2 separate regions of the Oryctolagus cuniculus genome follow, and region 1 is linked to region 2. Evidence: chromatin contacts called from public Micro-C data. All regions are on one chromosome and are shown on one strand. The core of a region is the stretch at or near the end of the contact, and the rest is flanking DNA. Distances in the headings are between cores, read along the strand shown.

The links. Hi-C and Micro-C count contacts between places; a contact is called where the count stands out from the background.
Region 1: a contact with region 2 is called in a Micro-C map of ear pinna, with 2.6 times the contacts expected there. The contact joins the enhancer-like site here to the promoter of HIPK2 in region 2. A contact is called at or near these places in 2 of 6 Hi-C or Micro-C datasets (ear pinna and an unstated tissue).

Annotation. Positions count from the first base shown.
Region 1 is chr3:184,389,353-184,396,614 of mOryCun1.1, forward strand. All of the region lies in intron 2 of HIPK2 (homeodomain interacting protein kinase 2), which reads left to right. Among named protein-coding and RNA genes, the nearest start is that of CLEC2L, 97 kb to the right of the region's middle. Within about 2 kb of position 5,024, at least 1 of the 8 cell types and tissues checked has an H3K27ac peak or open chromatin away from gene starts, as enhancers often do.
Region 2 is chr3:184,256,275-184,263,008 of mOryCun1.1, forward strand. HIPK2 (homeodomain interacting protein kinase 2) reads left to right here and starts at 3,726. Exons shown (of 15, transcript XM_070071416.1): 1 at 3,726-3,974.

The DNA of each region.
Region 1 (7,262 bases), core at 3,774-6,273, 130 kb after region 2:
TCGTCGTGGATCCCCGGTCAATCCTCTTTAAACACGTGATCCATTACTGAGAGACCCAAGGGGGTAACATTTGTATCACAGTGGCTCACACCGAATGTCATCCCACTTACGTTGTGTTCTTGAAATCGTCTCAGAAATTAAGTGCTGTATTGCTGTGGCCCATCTTAGACCTGTCTTCCCTGGATGTATCAAAAATCATTTTTCAAGTAAGTCTTGACGTTGTTCCCTTCCCGAGAGTGCTAGGTGCAGGTGTGCCTGGGCAGCATAGTCACAGATGCCTGATGGCACTTGTCTACTGAGAGGACAGTCATGGCAAACAGATAGCGCCCCTTTAACATGTTCATAGCACATGTGAGGCCTGGCAGCCCCCAGGGTGCTTCCCTGGGCTCCCCCAACTCCCCTGCACATGCTCCCTGGACTCTGCACTTGGAGACCTCCTTAGCACTCATCTTAACCAGATTCTGCCTGAAGACAACTCGGAAGGGGGAAGGACCGCAGCCAGTGTGATTTCCCCCAGAAAATCCCTGCTGGTAGCTAGTGCTTATTTGTTCAATGTCAACACGAGCCGTGTGCGCCCGTGCTCTGAACCCCACAGCATTTGTGTGTGTACCCCAGGGGAAGGGGCCCAGCCCCTGCAGCCGCCCGCGAGGCTGTGGCCACCGAGTTCGGGTGTCGGTGAATGGAAATGAAATGTATAATTCATCAGGCCGCGGTGGCGTGCGATCCGTGGGAGGGGTGGTCATTGCAGAATTGAGAAATGCGGCTGCGGCGTGTGCGGGAGCTCTCTGCGATAGAGGGCCCGCATTGTCCTCCTCCTGACCTTCTGAACTTCCCCTTCGGAGAACAGAGGAAATACAGTCCTGCCTTTTCCCATGTTGTTTGTGAACAATACCTTCAGATGCCAGCTCTTCGTGTTTCTGGTCTTCCGCTTTGGGTTTTGCCTTCTCCCCCGTACTTCACTGCTTCCCAAAGAGAAACCTAATTGCTAATGATAAATACAGAGGCCACTCCAGTATTTGTCCACACTGAACACAGTTCATGTGGGGAACGGGAAAAACCAGCAGCAGCCTTTCCCTGCCTCTGCTCCGCCCTCAACCCCCCAGCCCCGGGCAATGGCAGCATGGAGCCGTTGTCACCGCATGGGAAGCTGCCAGCAGGAACGATGCGCTCTCATTAAGCTGTGGATGCCATCCCAGGGGAGAAAGAGTGACAAGGCTGGGCACGGTGCACTGTGCCCCCGAAGACTCGCGTCGCTGCCCGTCACTCTCCTCGCCGCTGTCGGCCATTGCCTGGCCGGAGCTGTGGCTCCACAGTGAGGGCCGTGACTCCAGGCTCAGTCAGGGAAGAGGGAAGACTTCCGGTGACTTTTCACACAAGCAAGGATTGCTAGCGAGTGAGGCAGATTGTTTCACTCAGCCTCAAGATCGAATCTGGAGCGAGTCGTTGGAGTATTTGAGGTTGTTCTGGTTTTGTTTGTTTGTTTTGGGTTTGTTTTTTTTTTTCTTCTGAAAAACACACTCCTTTGGAGGCTGAGTGAAAAGGAAGTAGACAGTTGTGTGTCAGAGCCTTTCAGACTGGGGACAGAATTTAGTTAGCTCCATTTAGTCGGTTAATGCTGATTGAACAGCTGCTGTGTGCAGCTGAGCACTTCCTTAGGAAGCAAATCTAGGTTCTTTCTCCTCAAGGAGCTCTTGATCTCCTGGGGGAATCCAGGACAGCCTCAATCTACTCACGCAAAGACCTACTTCCAGAGCTGCTGCTCCCTGGGTTTGAATGACTCACAAAACTTCTATGCTTTGGCAGAAAAGAAACAGCCCTTACACCGATGAGCACGGCGCTCCGGAACAGGCATTTAATTGCTTGTCTTAAATTTTGGCTGAGGGGCAGCGTGGCAGTTCACTGGATTAAGCTGCCCCCTGCGGTGCCAGCATCCCATATGGGGGCCGGTTCTAGTCCCGGCTGCTCCACTTCCAACCCAGCTCTCTGCTAATGTGCCTGGGAAGGCAGCAGTACCTGGGCCTCTGCCACACATGTTGGAGATCTGGGTAGAGCGACGAGCTCCTGGCTTCAGGCTGCCTCAGCCCTGGCTCTTGTGGCCATTTGGGGAGTGAACCAGCAGATGGAAAATCTCTCTTTCCCTCTCCCTCTCCCTCTCCATCTCTGTCTCTCTCCCTCTCCTCTGTAACTCTGCCTTTCAAATAAATAACCAAATCTTAAAAATGTTTAAAAATGATCAATTTTGGTTGACTTTCTTTTAAAAACAAGATTTATTTATTTATATGAAAGGCAGAGTTACCGGGTGGGGGGCGGGGGAGGGAGAGACAGAGAGGTCTTCCTTCCGCTGCTTGAGTCCCTGAATGGTCAAAACTGTCAGAGCTGGGCCGATCTGAAGCCAGGAGCCAGGAGCTTCCTCCGGGCCTCCCACGTAGGTGCAGGAGGAACCCAAGCACTTGGGCCATCTTCCGCTGCTTTCCCAGGCTCATTAGCAGGAAACTGGATCAGAAGTCGAGCAGCTGGGCTCGAACTAGTGCTGTATGGGATGTTGGCACTGCAGGCGGCCACTTAGCCTGTCACACCACAGTGCTAGTCCCTTGATTGAATTTCTAAAAAAATTCCTTGGCTGCCTCATCTCTCCCCATCTTTCTTCCCATCCAGATAAAAAATAGTCTCCTTTTTCAGATACTCCTTCTCAGCTTACATGTCTTTTAAAGATACAAACTCGCTATGCCAAGCTTGTCCTGCTTACTATAGGTTTGTATTCAGATTTCTCTGTTGAAATCCCCATTATCAGAGAAGAACAAAGAGTGTGCTTGCTCCCTGCCCCTTCTTTCCTTACACAGTAAGAATCCGTTTTCAGGTCCTCTTCACATACTCGGGCACTCACTCCAGCTCAGCAAACACCTGTCTGTAGAGCATTTTCTTTTCGTGTGTGTGTGTGTGTGTGTGTGTGTGTTTTAAAGATTTATTTATTTATTGAAAAGCAGAGTTACAGAGAGGCAGAGAGAGAGAGAGGTCTTCCATCTGCTGGTTCACTACCCAGATGGCTGCAATGGCCAGAGATGGGCCGATCGGAAGTCAGGAGCCAGGAGCTTCTTCCGGCTCTCCCATGTGGGTGCAGGGGCCCAAGCACTTGGGCCATCTTCCACTGCTTTCCCAGACCATAGCAGAGAGCTAGATCGGAAGTGGAGCAGTCAGGACTTAAACCAGCACCTGTTCGAATACTGGTGCTGCAGGTGGCGGCTTTACCCGCTGTATACTTTATCTGCTATGCCACAGCGCCAGCCCCTGTTGAGCATTTTTTATGCTCTTGGCAAAAGGCTTGGTGGGGTGTAGTGAAACCAGTCTTGGCATTTCCTAGTCTTGAGCCTGTGCAGTGACGCCAATACCTGTGGCTACTTCCCCTTCCTCCAGTATCCACAGCTCTGTGCTGGGTGTCACAGGTGTAAGAAGATTAAAAATGCACAGTCCAAGGCCTCAAGATTTCTCCAGTCCAAGTGAGAAGTTCATAGTAATTTTGTCTCATTGGGGAAAAAAGTGGCCATTGTAGTGGGTGCAGCAGGTTGAACCACCACCTGCGATGCTGGCATCCCATAGCAGAACACTAATTCAAGTCCAGGTTGCTCTGCTTCTGATCCGGCTTCCTGCTGATGAGCTGAAGGGAGGGCTGGCGTTGTGGTGGAATGGGTTAAGCTGCCGCCTGTGACACTGGCATCCTATATGGGCACTGGTTCAAGTCCCAGCTACTCCTTGCTGTCCAGTTCCATGCTAGTGCACCTGGGAAAGCAGTGGAGGACAGCTCAAGTACTTGGGCCTCTGCCACTCATGTGGGAGTCCCAGGTGGAGCTCCTGGCTTCGGCCTGGCCCAGCCCTGGCTGTTGTGGCCATTTAGGGAGTGAACCAGCAGATGGAAGATGTGCATGTGTGTCTCCGTCTCTTCCTCTCTCTCTAATTCTAATGCCTCTCCAGTAAACAAACAAATGTTTATATTAAAAAGCAGAGGCAGCCGTAGGTCTGCTTGGGGTTGTGCGACCGCAGCCTGGAGACAGCACCCGTCGGAGCTGCGTTCCAGAGGGGCAGGCTGAGTGGAAGGCTTGAGGCGCCGTGGGCCGCTCTCCCAGGAGACTGGCTGGTGGGGCTGCAGAGGGTCTCCTGCGGCCCTGGCATCCGCCTCACAGGCCCGCCCTCTGCCTCTCACTCTTCCTCCCTCTCCCCTTCCCCCGTCTCTTCTCTGAGTCCCCGCTGATGGGCGGCTCCATGACTCCCAGGCTGGGGCGCTCACTTTGCTGGAGGAGTGCTCAGTGCTCCAAGGACAGAACGAACATTGCCCTGCTCCCTTCCGAAAGCAGGTGTGCGCGTCCCAGCTCTTAGGTCGCGGCTGGGATGAGAAAAGCAGTTATGAGGACGTGGGGCGATGGTGTCATCTAGGGGAGCAGCCTGCTCCCCTCCTACACACAGAAGCATCTTCTGTGCCCCGCTCTGTCCGCCAGGGATGTCTCACAGTCAGGTCCAGTAGCCGCTCCCAGTAGCTCCCCGCCTGTCCCCTCCAGGTGGTTTTCAGATCCAGATCGGGTGTGTCTGCTGCATACTAGCACCCCCTAGTGGGCGATGTAAAGAGCCAGCCTCGTTTTTCTTCTGTGACTCAAAGATAGAAAAGCAAACTTCAGGTTTTTGTTGTGTTTGTTTTGTTTTGTTTTGTTTCTGCTCCTTTAGGACAAGTTGAGCTGGAAGGCTTTCTCTAAATAAGCTTCCCTTGGCTGGAAACCTAGAGTTTATTCCCATTTTGTTTGGCAAAGTTCTCCTGCTCCTAATTCCTGCTCCACCAAAATAGCCAGCCACCAGGGGAGCCCTGTCGCTGTCTTGACCATGAGACGATAGGCTGTGGGCAAGTCGGTTCTGGGCTGTTTCCTGCTAAAGAGCTGGGTGCAGAGCATGGGCAGGCTGCGTCCTCTTTGGCTGGTGTCGTCTCCTGGCAAAGCCAGGGCCTTGTGCACTTCCCCAGGGAGCAAGGCCAGCCTCATCCGCCAGCTCCTCGTACCCTGTGCACCCCTGCCTGCTTGGAGACAGGCCACGTCCTATGCTTGCTACTGCCGAACCTCCTCCACCAGCCGGGATAGACGCTGGCTTTCTTGGAGAGCTTGCGGAGGTGGAATCTTAGCGCCTCTTTCGCAGTACTTACCGAAAGCCCCAGGAGGGAGGCCTGCTCCGATGACTCCAGGGTCCCAGTGACACCAGAGTGCTGATGACACCAGGGTCCCAATGACACCAGGGTCCCGATGACACTGGGGCCTCGATGACACCGGGGTCCCGATGACACCAGGGCCGGGGTCCAGTGCAGAGAATGCACGAGGCTGCAGTGGAAACTCACCTTCTGACAAGCCCAGGCCCCTTCCCCAATGGACTTGTTCTCAAAGCTCAGGTTTTGGCTCCTGCCCTCTGGGTTGGTGGCACTGTCTGTGTCTCCCCTTCAGAGAAGGAGCCCGTCTCTGTCCTCAGCCCGCTGTCAGCCCACCAGCCCATGATCAGAGGGCGTGGTAAGGAAAGCGGCTGCCCCAGAGAGCCCTGTCTGTGGCACAGTCCCCCATCTGAAAGGGAATCCGGGGGCCTCTCCCGGGTGTGCACGGGGAGCCCTGGGAAGGAAGGTGTTGTGATTCTTCTGCCCTGGGCTGGTTCATTCATGCATCTACAAGCGTTTAGCAGGCACTCACTCTGAACCAGTCAGAGCTAAATGCTAAGGCAATGAGAGCTTTTACATTTGAATCAATAGCATTGCACATAAGTAATATTACTTTCCTAGTACGCTTTTATCTGGGGCAGAGGGTGAACCTTGAATTAATAGGCTCTCGTGAAAGAGGCCAGCCTTCTCCCTGGCCTTCCGTCTTGTTTTCACTCTACTGGGGAGGAATGTATTGTCGGGCTGAGACACTGCGTGTGCAATTGATCCACAGAAATTGCAGATTCCCTCCCAGAGCAAAGCAAAGAGCAGTAGCCCCAGAGCAAGCTGGAAGGTGACAGCAGGTGACAGTGCAGTTGGGGGAGGCCCTCCCAGAATCTCAGGCTTCGCTGAGAAGCTCCAATGCATTATCAACCCTCAGCTTCAGCCAACAGAAGAACAAAGCACAAGAAAAACAATCAACAAGAGGAGCTGTGATAAGGACCATGTGAAAGAACGCCTGAGGCTTTGTCTCCCTTCTCGGCACAGCCTGTCATCTTTCCCGGCTTCGTGCTGGCCTGTTCAGAGCACAGCTGAGCCTGGGTCCACACCCACAGCCTGGCCCCTGTGCCCAGCCTGCCTGTCCCCACCCGGGCACTGGTTCCCAGGCCCCCTTGGGAGAACCACGAAGAGGGACTTTATGTCCTGAGGATGCGGTTCCTCCACTCGGCCGGCAGTGACACTGGTCTTCGCTTCCTGATAACTCACTGACTTACACAGGTTTTGTTGTGCACTAATTTGTATATGTGCTTTCTCTCACAATTAACAAAAAGACTTAAAAGCTTTTTAAAAGAATGTGAGGCAGTGTAACTGTGAAGAGACTCACCACGAGTAAATACCTTGCAGAAAGTCCTAATTCCGTTTCTGGGCGACAGGTGCTCCTTAGACTTTTTTTTTTTTTTTTTTTGGCCAACTTTTTTTTTTAATATTTATGTATTTATTTGCTTGAGAGGGAGAGAGAGAGATCTTTCATCCGCTGGTTCACTCCCCAGATGGCCACAATGGCCAGAGCTGCGCTGATCTGCAAAGCCAAGAGCTTCTTTCAGGTCTCCCACGTGGGTGCAGGGGCCCAAGCACCTGGGCCATCTCCCACTGCTTTCCCAGGCCACAGCAGGGAGCCGGATTGGAAGTGGAGCAGCCAGGACTTGAACCAGCGCCCATACGGGGTGCCGGCACTGCAGGCGGTGACTTTACCCACTACACCACAGTGCCGGCCCCATTTCTGGAGACTTATTGAGCACATACTTTGGCAAAGGCACCAGGATAAAACATGTGTGGTGTGCTGTGGTCCTGGGGGTACCGGGAGGCCAGCCTAGCCTCGCCAGCCACTTTGGCTTCCTGGGAGATGCTGGAGGGTGAGGCTGGTGGGAATTACAGAGCCATGGCGGGTGTCTGAGATGACGTTGTTCTTCCCAGAAGTGCCTGGAGCGTTTCTCACTGAGCTGTAGCTGACTGTTGTTTCCTTCTCTTCTTGCCTGCCCTTCCTGCTCTTCTCACGTCACCAAGCAGAGGCAGTATCATCCGGGTAGCTGCACGGCTCCAGCTGTGTTCT
Region 2 (6,734 bases), core at 2,476-4,975:
GTGTAGCGGGTAAAGCCGCAGAATGCAGTGCCGGCATCCCATACGGTAGCCAGTTCGAGTCCCAGCTGCTCCACTTCTGATCCAGCTCTCTGCTGTGGCCTGGGAAAGCAGTAGAAGATGGTGCAAGTCCCTAGGCTCCTGCACTGCATGGGAGACCCAGAGAAAGCTCCTGACTCCTGGCTCTTGGCTTTGGATCTGCCCAGCTCCAGCCATTGCAGCTGTCTGGGGAGTGAACCCTCAGATGGAAGACCGCTCCCTCTCCCTCTCCCTCTTCCTCACCTCTACCTCACCTCTCCCTCTCCCTCACCTCCCCCTCTCCCTCACCTCCCCCTCTCCCTCTCCCTCTCTCCCCCTCTCTCTGTGTAACGCTGACTTTAAAATACATAAATAAATCTTTTTTTAAAAAAAGAATGTGTGGGAAAGATGAAAAGATAGAGAGGAAAAGGAAATGAGGCACACACATGATCAGAAAGAGAAGACAGAGACAATGTAAGGATCAAAAGAGACGGAGCCTGGGAAGCCAGAATTTCAGACAGAGAACTGCCTCGCCAGGCATAGCCTCAAGAGACTACAGGCCCAGACAGAGAAGTCTGGATCTGTCAGGAAAACAGGAGCAACAGATACCACACCAAAATAACATGCACCTGCTCAGTCCCTGTGCTGTGAACATGCCAAGACTAACAGCAAGACACACACAGCTCTCTGCACCAGAAAGAGAAAGATCTCCATCTTTGACCCTGAAGACAGTGTAATGTGCATTTTCACAACCCTCGGCTTTCATGAAGAAAAGGCTTTGTTGCCTGCCCCGTATGCAAAGCTAACTGGAAACAAGATCAAAGTTCTCCCACGTCTGCTGACCGACTCCTGGGAAAGGTGCGACTTGTGCCCTTCTGTGGAGACAGACTAAGAAGAGGTAACGTGCATAGGTGTTCACCAAATCCTTTCTAGTTATCTTGCATTATCCTTGTCTCTCAAAGCACCCTGAAGCCAAACAGGATTTTAGCAATCTAGCATTCTATAGACCACAAAAAAGCTGACCTATTAAATTGCTTACAAACTTATTTTTTTAAGATTTATTTATTTTACTTGAAAGAGTTACACAGAGAGAGAAGAGGCAGAGGCAGAGAGAGAGAGAGAGAGGTCTTCCATCCACTGGTTCACTCTCCAGATGGCCGCAATGGCTGGAGCTGGGCCAGGTTGAAGCCAGAAGCCTGGAGCTTCTTCTGGATCTCCCACATGGGTGCAGGGGCCCAAGCACTTGTGCCATCTTCTGCTGCTTTTGCAGGCCACAGCAGAGAGCTGGATCAGAAGTGGAGCAGCTGGAACTCGAACCGGCGCCCATGTGGGATGCCGGCGCTACAGGTGCCGGCTTTACCCGCCACGCTATAGCACTGGCCCCGGAAACTTCTTCAGAATACTAAGTTCTAATGTGTTATTAGATGAATAAAATATAACGCATAGTATCGTAGCCAAATGGGAGAGCGTGGGGACCCACATCAGTGCCTTGGCTTGGCTTTGCTTGCTCTACCCGGAATGCTCGCCAGTGCCCTCTGCTGGTGCCTGTGCAGCCCTCCCCGTCCCACTCTGTGTTCCCCTATCAAAAGGCAGAATTGAAGAGCCCTAGGGTTCCCTTGAAATCAGTCTCATCAAAGTCACTAATGTACCTCTTGCTGCTATATGCTTTTCCGTATTTATCCCATGTGATTGCTCAGTGGTTCACAGCACGGTTGGCTATTCCTGCAACGCTCCTTGCCCTGGGATATCGGGGTCCCACCCTGTCCCAGCTGCTCTCCTCCTCTGCCCTCTGCCTCTCCAAGCTTTCTCCCTCTCCCCAGTCCGATTCCTGCCGAGCCCCAGGGCTGTCTGGGGTCCTCTCACTGACCTGCTTTCATACCTTCTCGTCAGTGCATTTCTTCTTGTCTCTAAGATTTATTTATCTGAAAGACATAGTAACAGAGAGAGAGACAGAGACAGAGACAGAGACAGAGACAGAGACAGAGACAGGGTGCTGGTTCACCCTCCAAATGCCTGCATCGACCAGGTCTGGGCAAGGCTGAAGACGGAAGCCTGCAACTCCGTCTGGTCTCCCACGATACTTGAGCCATCTTCCTCTGTCTTCCCAGGCGCATCAGCAGAAAGCCGGGTCAGAAGCAGAGCAGCCAGAACCCAACCAGGCACTCTGATGTGGGCTGTGGGCAGCCCTGGGGCAGCGGTTCAGCCTGCAGCACCACAGTGCCTGCCCCTCCTCCAGGGAATTCACCGTTAGGGTCGGACTTTGCGCCCACCTGATTGCCTTACCAACAGGAAAGGGAGACAATTGGTGTGCTCAGGCTGCCAAGAACTGAAAGAAAAATCTAAATTCATTTCCGTAATATTTTTTCCATCTATTTGACACCAAGTTTGCTTGCTCAGTGTTGTTTTACCGAAGCACTGCATCACAGAGATCGCATTAGTCACAGTGGGCTGAAGAGGACTGCAGCGTCCACCCGTGTGGCTCCATCTTGTTCCCCAGCGCGGGACTCCTGCCCGTGGGAAGGGGACCACCCTTGGCTTTTTCAGCCGACAAAGTCATCTCCATTGTCATGTACGTTTCTGGAGCGGGAGCTGAGGGTGTTCCAGAAAGTGGGACCGCTCAGAATCACTTCCAGGTAGACAGCAGCTGGGACAGAGTTAGAGGCAGTTACTGGACACGGATCAATGCGGAGCTGAGGGGCACCCAAGAGAGCACACCCTGGGCCCTGCCCCGAGAGGCTGCCAACCCAGAGTCCCTGCACGGAAGAGGAAGTCAGCCATCTGGGGTGGGGACAGCCACAGGGGGAGAAGAGACACAGATCCATGGGGCTGGTCACAAAGAGGTGTACAAGTAACCCCCTCACTGAACCCCCGTTTGTATAGTACAGGACTACACAAACCCTCTCCAACGTGAGCCCAGCCCAGGACCCACCGGAAGGAGTAGATGATGTCTTCATCAGGTTCCTAGGACTGTGACTGACACAGGTGAGCATGTGTCACTTACCCAACAGTTGTGCAGCCCCTCAATGTGCTGTCCAGTGTGTAGTTGCCAGGGAGACAATACAAGCCAGGTACACATGGCTTTTGCTCTCACTGAGCTCATGGGCTACAGGTGCAGTGCCTGATATGGTAGCCACAAGTAGGCACTAGAACTTAGAATTTAGACCATCAGTGACATTTCATGTGCTCAACAGCCAACGCGGCTACACTGCCCTGACTAGAAAGTTCTGTCGATGGGCACTGGAAAAGCGCAGATAAATAGGTGGGCACACGCTTGTGATGGTAACAGCTGCGATGGAGAAGCACAGGTGCTAGGAGAGAACTGTGTCATTGCTACGCTCTCTACGTTCAAGATGCCGAGACAGGGCCTGAGAGAAGTCAGGCAGTGCGGCCAGGCGCTCACAGCTACCAAGAGCTGGAATCCTAGCCCAGCCCTGTCTTGTGCTGCCTCAGGCTGCCCTCTGGAGCAAGTGAGGCAGGCCTAGGTAGACTCTGGTTACAGAGAGAGGGCATTCCTGGTGGAAAAGTGACAGTTTGGGCAAAGGCAGATGGGCAAGGCTGGCAGAGGACCACAAGGAAACCAGTCTGGCCGGAGAGGCAGGGACTCGCTGAACTCGGGTGCCCGGGAGAGGTAAGTCGGGACCTGCCTGCCTTGGTTAACAGCCAAGGAGCTGGGAAACAGCCCTGCACGCAGGAGCCTGGACGGCAGGGTCCGAGCCGGATGCAGATGGAGGTGCGGAGGAGGCGCGCGGCCAGGTCCCGACCGCCGGAGGCCAGTTAAGGGCTGCAGGAATGGAGCGGGAGCTGAGGTCGAATCCCGCCGGCCCGGCACCGGGCGGCCGTGGGCCATACCCCTGCCTTCTCCAGGCCTCCTCTCAACTCTGAAAGGTCCCTTGCAGCCGCAGCCGGCCAGGAGGCCGGGAGCCCGTGGGCCAGGGCGCCAGAGGTTCAGGGGGCAGCAGGTGAGCAGGGCGCGCGCCCGCCTTCCGGCGGAGCCCTGGCCGCGGGGGTTCCCACGCGCTGAGGAAACACTGGGCTTGCTTGTAAGCACCTTGCACGGCGTAGCGGGCCATACGACTCCATTACGGCCCAGCGCACTCGTCCGGCGCCAGCACCGACACAAAAGGCCTACGAAGCGTTCCTAGCCCTTGCCAAGGCCGACGGCCTCTCGCGGTTTCCAGGGGCTTCTTTAAACAAGAAGGCTTGGTCGCCATCCGCTGGACGTATCTCGGGATCCACCGGTGTGTCACGACCCACACGCCGCCCAAGAGGAGGCTCAACAAGTCCTCCCGAGTTGCGGCGGCGCGGGGCGGGACGCGCGGGCGGGCTCCGGGCTGGCAGAGGCGGACGGAGCCGATCCCGCGGGCGCGGGGGGCGCCCCGGCGGCGACGCCCCCGGCCGGCGGCCGGCCGCACGCACGCGAAGTTCTGGCGGCCGCGCCGGCCCCGGCCCCGCGGCTCCCGGCGCCGGCCCCGCGGCCCGCCCCGCCCGCGCCGTGCCCGCCCGGCCTGCCCTCGGCTCGGCCGTCCCCGCCTCGCATCCGTGCCATCGGCGCTCGATTGCGCGCGGACTCCCTGTGGCTCTTCCCGGCTCGCTCGCTCGCTCGCTCGCTCGCGCTCGGCCGCGCCGCCCCGCCTCCGCCGCCCGCCGCCCCCGCCCCGCCTCCGCCGCCCGTGCAACTTTTGCCGAAGCCCCCGCGCACAGCCATGCTGAGCTGAGCTCCGGCCGGGCCCTGGCCGCGCGCAGCCCGCCCCGGCTCCCGCCCCTCCGCGGACCCGCTCGGGGGCCGCGGCCGCTCGGCCCCTCAGCCCGCCCGGCCGCGGGCCGCCCGCGCCCCTCACGCAGGGCCCGGGCCGCGGCGGCGGCGGCGGCGGCGGCGGCGGCGGCGGCGGCGGCGGCGGCGGCGGCGGCGCGCCCGCCCGGCCCCCTCCCCCGGCGCCGGCCAAGTGAGGCGGTGATGCGGGCGCTGGCGGCCTCGGCTGCGCCGAGAGCGGAGACACAGGCTCAAGATGGCAGATTCCGACTGAGGCTGAGGGGGCCGAGCTCGCGCGCCGCTTTCCCTGCTCCGTTGCCATGAATCGCGGACACCCCGGCCCCGATGGCCCCCGTGTACGAAGGTAAGGGGGCGCCCGGCCGCGCCGACCCCGCTCGCCCGCCGCCGCGGCCCCCGCAGCTTTGTTCTGCCCGCGGCCCCGCGCCGGGCAGCCCGCGGCCCCCCGGGGGCGCCGGCTCTCCAGCCCCTCCCCCCGCCCCCTCCGCGGACTGCTGGGGGTGGGCTCCCCGGGCCCCGGCGCGCGGACCCCCGCCCCTGCCCAGCAAATGACCGGGATCCGGCATTTGCCGGGATCCTGTTTCCAGGGAGGAGAAAGAGCCGGGGCGGGGGGTGGGGCGGGGGGTGCGCGGGTGGGCTCCTGCCCAGAGAAAAGAGATGGGAGGGGGCGCCGGCTCGGCGGATCGGTGCGGCGCTCTGGGCCGGCGGCCGGCGGAGGTGCTGCGGCTCGGCCTGCCCCTGCGGAGAGCGCTACCTCCCGGAGGCTCTCCCTTCCCCTCCCCTGCCCCGGCGGCGGCCCTGCGCGGCGCTCTCACGCCCACCCCGCGTCCCTTTATTCTCCGCGAGCCCCCGGCCCGGGGCGGGATGCGTGCGGCGGGGCGGCGAGCGGGGGCACCGAGGGGAAAGTCCACGCCGGCCCCGGGCAGAACAATGAGCCTGGCCGGGCGCGCGGGGAGGGGGCGGCCCGGGGGGGCGCCCGCATTGTGCGCCTCACCTGGCGTGGCGCGGGCCCGGCGACCCCGCCGGCTGCGGGAAGAAAGGAGGGCGCGCGCGGCGCGAGCGCTGCCTGGGCCGCGCCCCCGCTCGCGCCGCGGCCGCCTGCGCGCTGTCAGCTCCCGGCCGGAAGGCAGACCCGGAGCAACTAAGTTTTTGCACTTGGAGGTGTTTTCGTGTGCCGCCGGGAGGAGGGACCGGGGCCGGCGTGCGCCCGGCGCTCCCGGTGCCTCTGGCGGGGTCGTGGCCGGGGCAGCCTCTGCGCACTTGGAGCGAGAGTCCGGCCGGTGGTGTTCGGTGGCCTGCGGATGAAATGGCAAATCGGAGGGGCGGGGGTCTGCATGGCCCCGGCCGCGGCCGTGCTGAGCGACACACGGGTCGCACTAGCGGTTTTCTCTCTCCGAGGAGAGGGGGGTTAAAAAGAAACTTATCTGGGAAGAAAATCTGCTGTTAGCTCCAGGGCCCCGAGTGAATTGGGTTTCTGGGTGGAATAAAGTTACCCGTCAGGCCCTGGAGAGCGAGGCTGTAAATAACCTATCAACTGTAAATATTTTTTTTCGGACTCTCTTAGAAACAAAGGGGCTGTTTAGAAGGCAACAGAGAGATGTTATTCCAGGGGCTTTCCTCTTTGATTCCGGGGAACACAAGGTCCATTTAACCGCGGGACAAAACAAGACGCGGGTTCTGATCGCTGCGCCGCGCTGGGCGCGCGGACGCTGGGGGGACCCGGGTCGGGCATTCATTGTCCGTCGGCGCCCAGGGCCGGCTCCGTGAATGCTGCCGCTGTCTCCGGGGTTCGAACGGAGCAGCTCGGAGCACCTCGGTCAGACTCCCTCTGCTGGGCGCTCCGCGGGAGCCCCGGAGAAGGAACCTGGCCTTGGACTCGAGCGGGAGCACACGGCCGCTGTATCCCCAGCCTGGTGGAGCCCGTGCCTGCACGTGGAGCGCGGGCCCCTCT